3 separate regions of the Zea mays genome follow, and regions 2 and 3 are each linked to region 1. The links are chromatin contacts, called in public Hi-C maps. All regions are on one chromosome and are shown on one strand. Each heading gives the region's core, a stretch centred on a gene start, on an enhancer-like site or on the middle of the called end of the contact. The rest is flanking DNA. Distances are from core to core; before and after follow the strand shown.

Evidence for each region. A called contact is a pair of places that touch in the nucleus more often than the background predicts.
Region 2: a Hi-C map of ear shows a contact between it and region 1, with 4 times the contacts expected there. The contact joins the promoter of LOC109941430 here to the promoter of LOC103635534 in region 1. A contact is called at or near these places in 2 of 25 Hi-C or Micro-C datasets (ear and tassel).
Region 3: a Hi-C map of tassel shows a contact between it and region 1, with 3 times the contacts expected there. The contact joins the promoter of LOC103635537 here to the promoter of LOC103635534 in region 1. A contact is called at or near these places in 6 of 25 Hi-C or Micro-C datasets (ear, endosperm, leaf and 1 more).

What each region holds. Positions count from the first base shown.
Region 1 is chr8:89,832,245-89,834,795 of Zm-B73-REFERENCE-NAM-5.0, reverse strand. It overlaps LOC103635534 (oxidoreductase 2OG-Fe(II) oxygenase family protein), which reads right to left and starts at 1,277. Exons shown (of 7, transcript XM_008657965.4): 1 at 290-1,277. The coding sequence starts at 887.
Region 2 is chr8:89,508,358-89,510,908 of Zm-B73-REFERENCE-NAM-5.0, reverse strand. LOC109941430 reads left to right here and starts at 1,263. Exons shown (of 3, transcript XM_020542380.3): 1 at 1,263-1,534. The coding sequence starts at 1,486. LOC103635529 (DUF21 domain-containing protein At4g14240) reads right to left here. Exons shown (of 13, transcript XM_008657959.1): 13 at 623-1,077. The coding sequence ends at 949.
Region 3 is chr8:90,091,074-90,093,624 of Zm-B73-REFERENCE-NAM-5.0, reverse strand. It overlaps LOC103635537, which reads right to left and starts at 1,276. Exons shown (of 8, transcript XR_004851990.1): 1 at 845-1,276; 2 at 612-695; 3 at 378-438.

The DNA.
Region 1 (2,551 bases), core at 28-2,527:
ACAGTTAGTTAGTTAGGCCCGGAAAGGAGTTTAGTAATAAGAAAAAAATACTTGCGGGAAAGTCACATCTGGCTACCAGATCCAAGAGTTCACGAAGCGGCCGAAATTTATTTGATAATTTTGGAAACTCTAATCTACTAGTGCGGACGTCGAGCTAAAGGAAACGACGACGGATTCTGCATGTCCGAATGCCGGAGGCCGGAACATGAACGGGATGCAGCAGGCAAAGGTAATTAATTGACGCGAGCACGGGAGAATTTAATTTTCGGGTTAGCGTGATTGTACTTACGTCCGTCTGGGACGGTGTCGTCTTCCGTAGAGGGGGCCTTCCGCTCCGACGAATCTCCCGAGGAGTCAGCCCCCGCGTCCGCCTCCTCGTGACACTCCAAGGCGGGGTTGATGACGGTGCCGTCAGCCTCCTCGGCCTCCGGAGCCGGATCCTGGTGTATAGGATCCTGCTGGTGCTCCGGCCTGGGTTCGGGCTCCGCCTCAGAGGGGAGGTCTTCCATGGGATCGTGGATCACCGTGGACGCGACCTCCTCCTCCGAGTAGCAGCAGGGCCCCGCGGCGGCGCGGGCGGCCGCGACGCGGCGCAGCTCGGCGTTGACGTCCGTGACGGGGTAGAACTTCTGCATGTGGAGGACGGGGAACCAGTTGGCGCGTCGGCGGTGGAGCGCGGCGAAGACGGGGTCGTACTCGGCCCCGCCGCCGCCGCCGATCTGCGCCAGGTGTCCGCACAGCGCGTCGATCATCGCGTTCGCGGCCGCGAACTCGCCGCGGAACCACCCGATCACCGCGTCCATGGCCGCCACCTCGGGCGCCGCGGGACCGCCAGCCGCCGCGGCCGAGCCCACCGGCGACCCCGGCATGCCGGCCGCCGTCGTCATCGCTCCCGCGATCGCCAGTCCAAGCTCGTCACCGCCCTGCCTCTCTCTCTCTCCCCCGAATTCCCTACGCCTCTCGTCTCTGCCTCCCCACCTCTCTTCTAGACTTCTAGTAATGGCGTTGGCCCTGGCAAAACAGAGGAAGACGGTGTGTGGGGCTCTGGCTCACCCGGGCGCTCGTACTTATAAATGCCTCGGCGGGTGCCCGTGGCCAGGGCCAGCCCCAATCGGGTGACGTAGCGGCGAGTCGGGAAGCGCGGATCCGGCGTCGAGGCTGAATTGCCGTTAAGGGCCAGGTCGCTTTTGTGCCTGCGACCTACGGGGGGTCGGACCGGACGGGCAACGGGGGTAGTAGGGGGCGCGTGCGGACCGCGCTCGCCACCCACCGGCCGGGCCGCCGGGGCTCAGAGGCAGAGGGTGGCAGCGTCGCCCTACCGGACCTGATATTGGGACGCATGCCGTGCGGTGCGGCACGGAACGTTCTTCGTGGGCGCAGTCTTCTGGACCACGCATGATCCTGGTCGTGCGCTTCAGAGCGGCACGGGCATGTCCGGTTTCTTTTCGAGAAAGAAGCTAGCGATGTATCGTGCACTGTGGATATGTTCCAAATGACGTGGAGAAGGGCGTTGAAGAAGTGGAGATGACAATTTTTGTAACGCGCATAGAGACAATTCAATCTTTGGGACGTTATTCAGCGAACCGGAGAAAAAAGTTATTGGACCCAGCAACTAGATTACATGATCTCGTAGGTGCCGTTCTTCAAATACTATATGTGTTTGTGATGATTGTGTTGTATTTTTTGAGGATATAACATGAAATTAAGGTTGATTGTTATATTGTTCAAGATCACTTAGCATGTGATCGGTTGCGAGACAGATCAGCTGAGAATGGGGTGAACCTGGTTTGAGGGATGAAATGATCTCTAGTCATGTTTGGTTGGAGGGATAGAGCGATCACTATTTGTTGTTTGGTTTGAGAAAGTATATGATCAACATTTGGATTAAAAAAAATGCAAATTGTAGAACATCGTGGCATGGTCATAAGTACTTTGGGCATGAGCTGTAGTTTTTGGAAATTTAGCTTAAAAGCTGGCTTTTTTCTGACTTTTGGCTTGTAGCTATTGACTTCTTTTATATTTTTTGTTTGGCTTCTAGTTGTTGACTTTTGATATTGAATACGATGAGAAGGGGCATGCCTTTCCAACCACCACCCTTGTAGACTTTGATATCACTGCCCTCGAGGGGAATAACATGCCCACCACGGCACCACCTATAGAAGGAACCGCATGCCCATCCTCGATGCAACGCACACGTTTGAAGTCTTATATGTAGTGATGCACAATTTGGAGGAGCTATAAAGGGATGCGAGGCTAAATCAATTACAGATTGCACATCTCCTGCATCACTACAGTTTTTGTAACGCCAATTTTTGTAACGCGCATAGAGACAATTCAATCTTTGGGACGTTATTCAGTGAACCAGAAAAAAAGTTATTGGAGCCACAAACTAGATTACTTGATCTCGTAGGCTCCGTTCTTCAAATATTATATATGTTTGTGATGATTGTGTTGTATTTTTTCAGGATATAACATAAAATTAAGGTTGATCGTTATATTGTTCATGATCACTTAGCATGTGATCGGTTGCGAGACAAGCCAGTTGAGGATG
Region 2 (2,551 bases), core at 14-2,513, 320 kb after region 1:
CGCCGCGTCGAATTCGGTGTTCCTTATATGTAGTGCACGGACGAGTCAGTATCGAGGCACTTCCAAGAACCGAGTGGAGGAAACTTGACGTCATAGATGAAGATTTCCTCTTTTTTTTGTTTAAGAAAATAGCTGAAGGTTTCTTGGCAGCCAAGGCCCAAGTTTCCTGTATTTACAACTCAATTGAAGATTCTGTTTGGTTCATCACCGTAAAATAATGCAGAAAGATCCGGTAACCCAAGTTTCCTAGGACCAGGCGTAAGATGCAAGCTAGTACTGTATCATCCAATGCGTCCCACGAAGTAGGGCTGGAAACCAGTCGCTCGTTTCAAAAATATCATTCTAAAAAAAATAAAAATAAGTTGATTTTAGGTGACTTTCGACTTCGACTCAGCTTAAAGTAAGATCTCATACAAAAGAGACCCTGATAAATAAGATTTATCAATTTTGAAGAAAGCTCAAAAATATGCATTTGACTCGTGAACCACCCTAGTCTACGTGGAACAGTCCTTTTCAAATCTCCAAGCCTTTTCCTAATAACAGAATTATACTGGTTCACACCAAGCATGTCCGTTCCGATATTTTTTTTAAAAATCTTATGCATAACTATGAAGCCTAGGAATCGACGAATTTGAAGCACATATATAAAGCAGTTGCTAACTTGCTACTGCGGTTAGCGGTGACATTCAAAAATGGCGACTCTACTTTCGAAGCCCAAAACACAAAAAAAAAGGGAGGGGGATCCAAAGAATTCAACACTAATGTAATGTCCATAATGACACCAAAACCACATCGCTCGGTCGCTCATGTTGGAATTTGCAACAATGAGTTCATCTCTATTTACCTCTTGCTACAATATAGCAAGAACCATAGGCTCTTCCAGCATGGTTCCCTACGTTGCGCAATGCATTTTAGAGTTCCTCTTTTCCAGAAGAGGTTCCATTAGAGTTACCTCCCCTTTTCCAGAAGAGGTTCCATAAGGTTCACTTGTTTTGATGGGTTTGAATCACCCTCAGTAGGTTTCTTGAGAATTCCAGGAGGTTGCTGTCCTTGGCGATTCTGTGCTCCCTGAAGGTTCTATAAAATCAACAGTGTTAGTTAGTAATTCATTATAACTTCATGGTAATTCTGAACCAGTGATGAAAAGTTAAAGCTAGGACTATAAGAACACTACGAAATGCCAGCAGTGAGTATAATAAAGAATATCCAGTCGTCTATACGAAACAAGGAAGCATCTCCAGCGCATATTCTGCTAGTCTACAAGTTTCGAGCTATCGGCTGTCCATTTAACACGCCACTTCTTAAGTAACCAAGCATATATTATTTTATTATAAAAATAACACTACAAGGAATATATGAAATTACTGTCAGCTCCGGTTCCCTTCCCTGCTCCTCCCTTGATGCGTCGCTCGGGCCGTGGATCCCGGCCATGGAGTCGCGTCCTCCCTGCTCGACCTCGCCGTCGTCTGTCCTTCAGCGCTGGTGATGGCCACCGCCCCTGCTCGTCCCCAGCCTCGCCGATGCCGCTTCCCTGGTGCTCGCCCTCTCCCTGCTCAGTTTTGGCGGCCCCTGTGGTGTTCAGCGCTCCTCTGCTCCCAGCCTCCAGCCAGCTAGGCGGTAGGCGCCCAGCCCCCAAGCGCAAGCGGTCGCAGTGCCCCTGCTGGTTCCCGGCCGCTGCCCTTCCTTCCCTCTATTTCCTGCGTAGCTGCTCCCCTCTGCAGCGTCTCCCCTGCGCAGCCCCCCGACATCTTCCCTACCACCTGCACAACTCCCTCCATGGCGGCCCCCATCACCTCTCCCGCCGCTTCTGTGGCTCCCGGTCTCCTCGGCGCCGCCCCCATGCCGGTTCTCTGTCCTAGCCCGCCCGCGACTTGGACTTCTCCTCCTGTCGTCAAGGGCCCTGTCTCCCCTGCGTTTGCTATGCCTCCCCTCGCCGGTTCCATGGCTTCACCCCCAACATACATGAGCTTTGCCTTGCCCGCTACTCCCGTGGCTCCTGGATTCTGCGGCCCTCTCCTGGCTTCGCCCATTTCCATCGGGATCACAGTGTGCATCCGCCTCCACAACGACCACCTTGTCCAAGGCACCTTTGTGGCCTTCGATCGCGCCATGAGTCATGTCCTTCGTGACTGCATCGAGCTTCATCCAAATGCGGGTCATCACGTGTTTGTACCGCTTGTCTTCCCCCATCCTATGATCGCCTGCCTGGCGATCGAGCCCTCGTTGTCCCCCTCCCCTCTTAGTGGGCCTGTCGGAGCATCTCCCCGTAGCTCTTTCCGCGCACCCCGTGGCTTCACCACCCTCTCACTCCCACCAATTGGGTGGTCGACTCGGGAGCCTCTTTCCACACCACTCCCACAACTAGCTCGTTATCCCACTCCCATCCACCACACCCCTCACATCCTCCTCCCTCTATCATTGTGGGCAACGCTTCCACCCTCTCGGTCACCTCAATAGATGCATCGGTTCTTTCAGGACCATTCTACCTTAACAATGTCCTTGTTGCTCCTGGTCTGACTCATCCCCTTCTCTAAGTTTGTCGCTTTACTAG
Region 3 (2,551 bases), core at 27-2,526, 260 kb before region 1:
TTGGAAATTCATCGCACTAATAAAAAGTAATAAGAGCAAGTTCAACTGATGAGACAAATGCTTGTCTATAAGGGTGTCGTATCAGCTATAGGTAAGCTTACAAACTACTCACTCTGATGCCAGATATAATTACTAAGAAAGCTATGAATCTAACAAAGTTTGCCTACGTTTGAACTCCTTTTAACAAGCTTGTATATGTTATATCTTCTATGTTTCAAGGATACAAGAGAATGCTCTAAGCTGATGTGAGAACACATATCACGAGGCCTGTTATGAAATGCCAGGTCATTTTTTACTATATATTGCAGAGAACAGATAAATTCAAGGGGGATTACATATGTCTGGCAAAAACAATAAAATGGCAAGTCTCTTATAACCTCTAGGAATGTGATTTTGAGCTGATTTGACGGCTTAATCACCACACTGATGAGCTCATCCCTACATCAAACAAAGGAGCAGAGCACTCCGCATTTAGCATGTGCAACACGTCACCACCAAAATTCATTTCCTACAGCATCCTTGTGAAAGTGAGACAAATGTAATCACAAATTGATGTACAGTACAGAACTGGAATGGCCGCAGTTGATGGAGTAGAGTGAGGCCTTACCTACCTACCTATCTGGAGATGCAAAGCGGGCCGCGTACGCCCGGGGCTTGGCCTTGTCACCGTAGTATGTCATCCCGGCGTTGTAGTCCTGAGACGCGGAAGGACTGAATGAGTCAGCATTCACTAAATTCGAAACCAAACACTGAGCTCCTCCGCACCCCCGCGACGCCCAGCAACCCTAACCGCAGGAGGACGATGGAATGTAGGAGTGAAGAAACAGTTCAGGTCGGTAATTACATCGGGCTCGAGGATGTCGTCGAAGGACGGAGGCACGCGGATGGAGAAGCCGCTGCCGTAGTACTGCGACCAAGACCTCGTGTTCGCGATGCCGCCCAAAGCCGGGGGTCCTGGTTTAGAGGAAGGCGTTTGCGTTGGCAGCGAGGGGGGCGGAGATGGGGACGTCGCCTCCGCGGCCGCGGTGGGGTCGGAGGCGGAGTCCGAGACCGAGGCAATGGCGATGACGGTGTGGACAGTGAAGCCGCGGCGTGAGGCCCCGCAGCGGCATAGGGGTCGCCGTGGTGGGTTCGGGTGATGCGGCAAAGGGGCGAGCGGGAGAAGCGCGGCAGGGGCCATAGCGCCGCGCCGAGTGGCGGAGACGAGGGCCGAGTGCGGTTGGAGCCGTGGCGAGAGCGAGTACGGGTTTCGGGCTGATTTTTCGGATAAGGGATGGGCGCAATACGTGGCGGTGGCGCTGAGACGGGCCATTGGAAGAGAAACGTGGTAGTAGTTTTTGTTAACTCATGTCTGACTCCACTAAATAGCAAGTGGTCAATCCCACGTCCCCGCAACTTCCATTTTCAGAAAACTTTTTTGCCACAATTTGCAAACTTTTTAGTGGCCAGGCCCACACCCCGCGCAACTTCCATTTTTCAAAAAAAAAATTCTCCAAATTCTTTATTTAATAATTGCAAACTTAAACTTGGTCGGAGCAAAAAAAACCGCCCTCCTACTATTACCACGTGATTGGTTGGCATGCTCCGTTGCTGCGGGCTCGCGGCGGCCTGAATGGCTAGCGAAGTCTGATCTCCATTTTCCCATGTATGTAGGAGGTAAAAAAGTGTTTAGATTAAAGCAGTATGTATTGGCCAATCTCGTGCTCCAGCAGTTAACCAATCACCGACTCACACACAGTTAACGCACGCGACCGCTATAATATGGCGAGCAAGGTAACCAATCACGTGATTAATGTCTAAAGTCGACACTTCAGTATGCACACAAGTCATTGATAGCTAAGCAGAGATCGAACATTGGCCTCGACCATTAGAGCGAGCGAGGATTTTTTTAACCCTTGGGGCTGATTTGGTGGTCAGGGATCCCAAGGGGATCCATGGGAAAGAATCCCCTTGTTATTCAAAATTGAATTGCAAGAGGATTTCTTCCCCTTGGAATCCCTAATCACCAAATCAGCCCTTGAGGGGAATCTAACCCATAACTTGAAAGGTGTTAGTTGAAAGCCCTTAACCACTAGGCTAGAGGCCATTTCACAAAATAAAATTGCAAACTTAGGTCTTTTTGGGATAGCTCCAGCTCCAAAAAAATTTGGAGTTTGTGGAATAGGTCATTAGAGGGTGTTTAGGATGGCTTCAGATTCTAACTCCAGTGTGAGTTATAGTTTATAATATCAATTTAAATAATTTTAAAAATATTTTTAATCTAAATAATAAACAAAATGACTATCTAAATATCTTCTAAAGGCTTATAGCTTCAGCTCCATGATTTTCTGGAGCACCTAATGACCTGCTCTACCAACTCCACCAAATATTCTCGAGCTAAAGCTATCCTAAAGACCTAAACATGACCTAGGTGCTACAGAAAATCATGGAGTTAGAGCTGTAAGCCTTTAGAAAATATTTATAAGTCAGTTTGTTTATTATTTAGATTAAAAATATTTTAAAAATTATTTAGTTTGATATTATAAACTACAGCTCTAACGTTGGAGCTAGA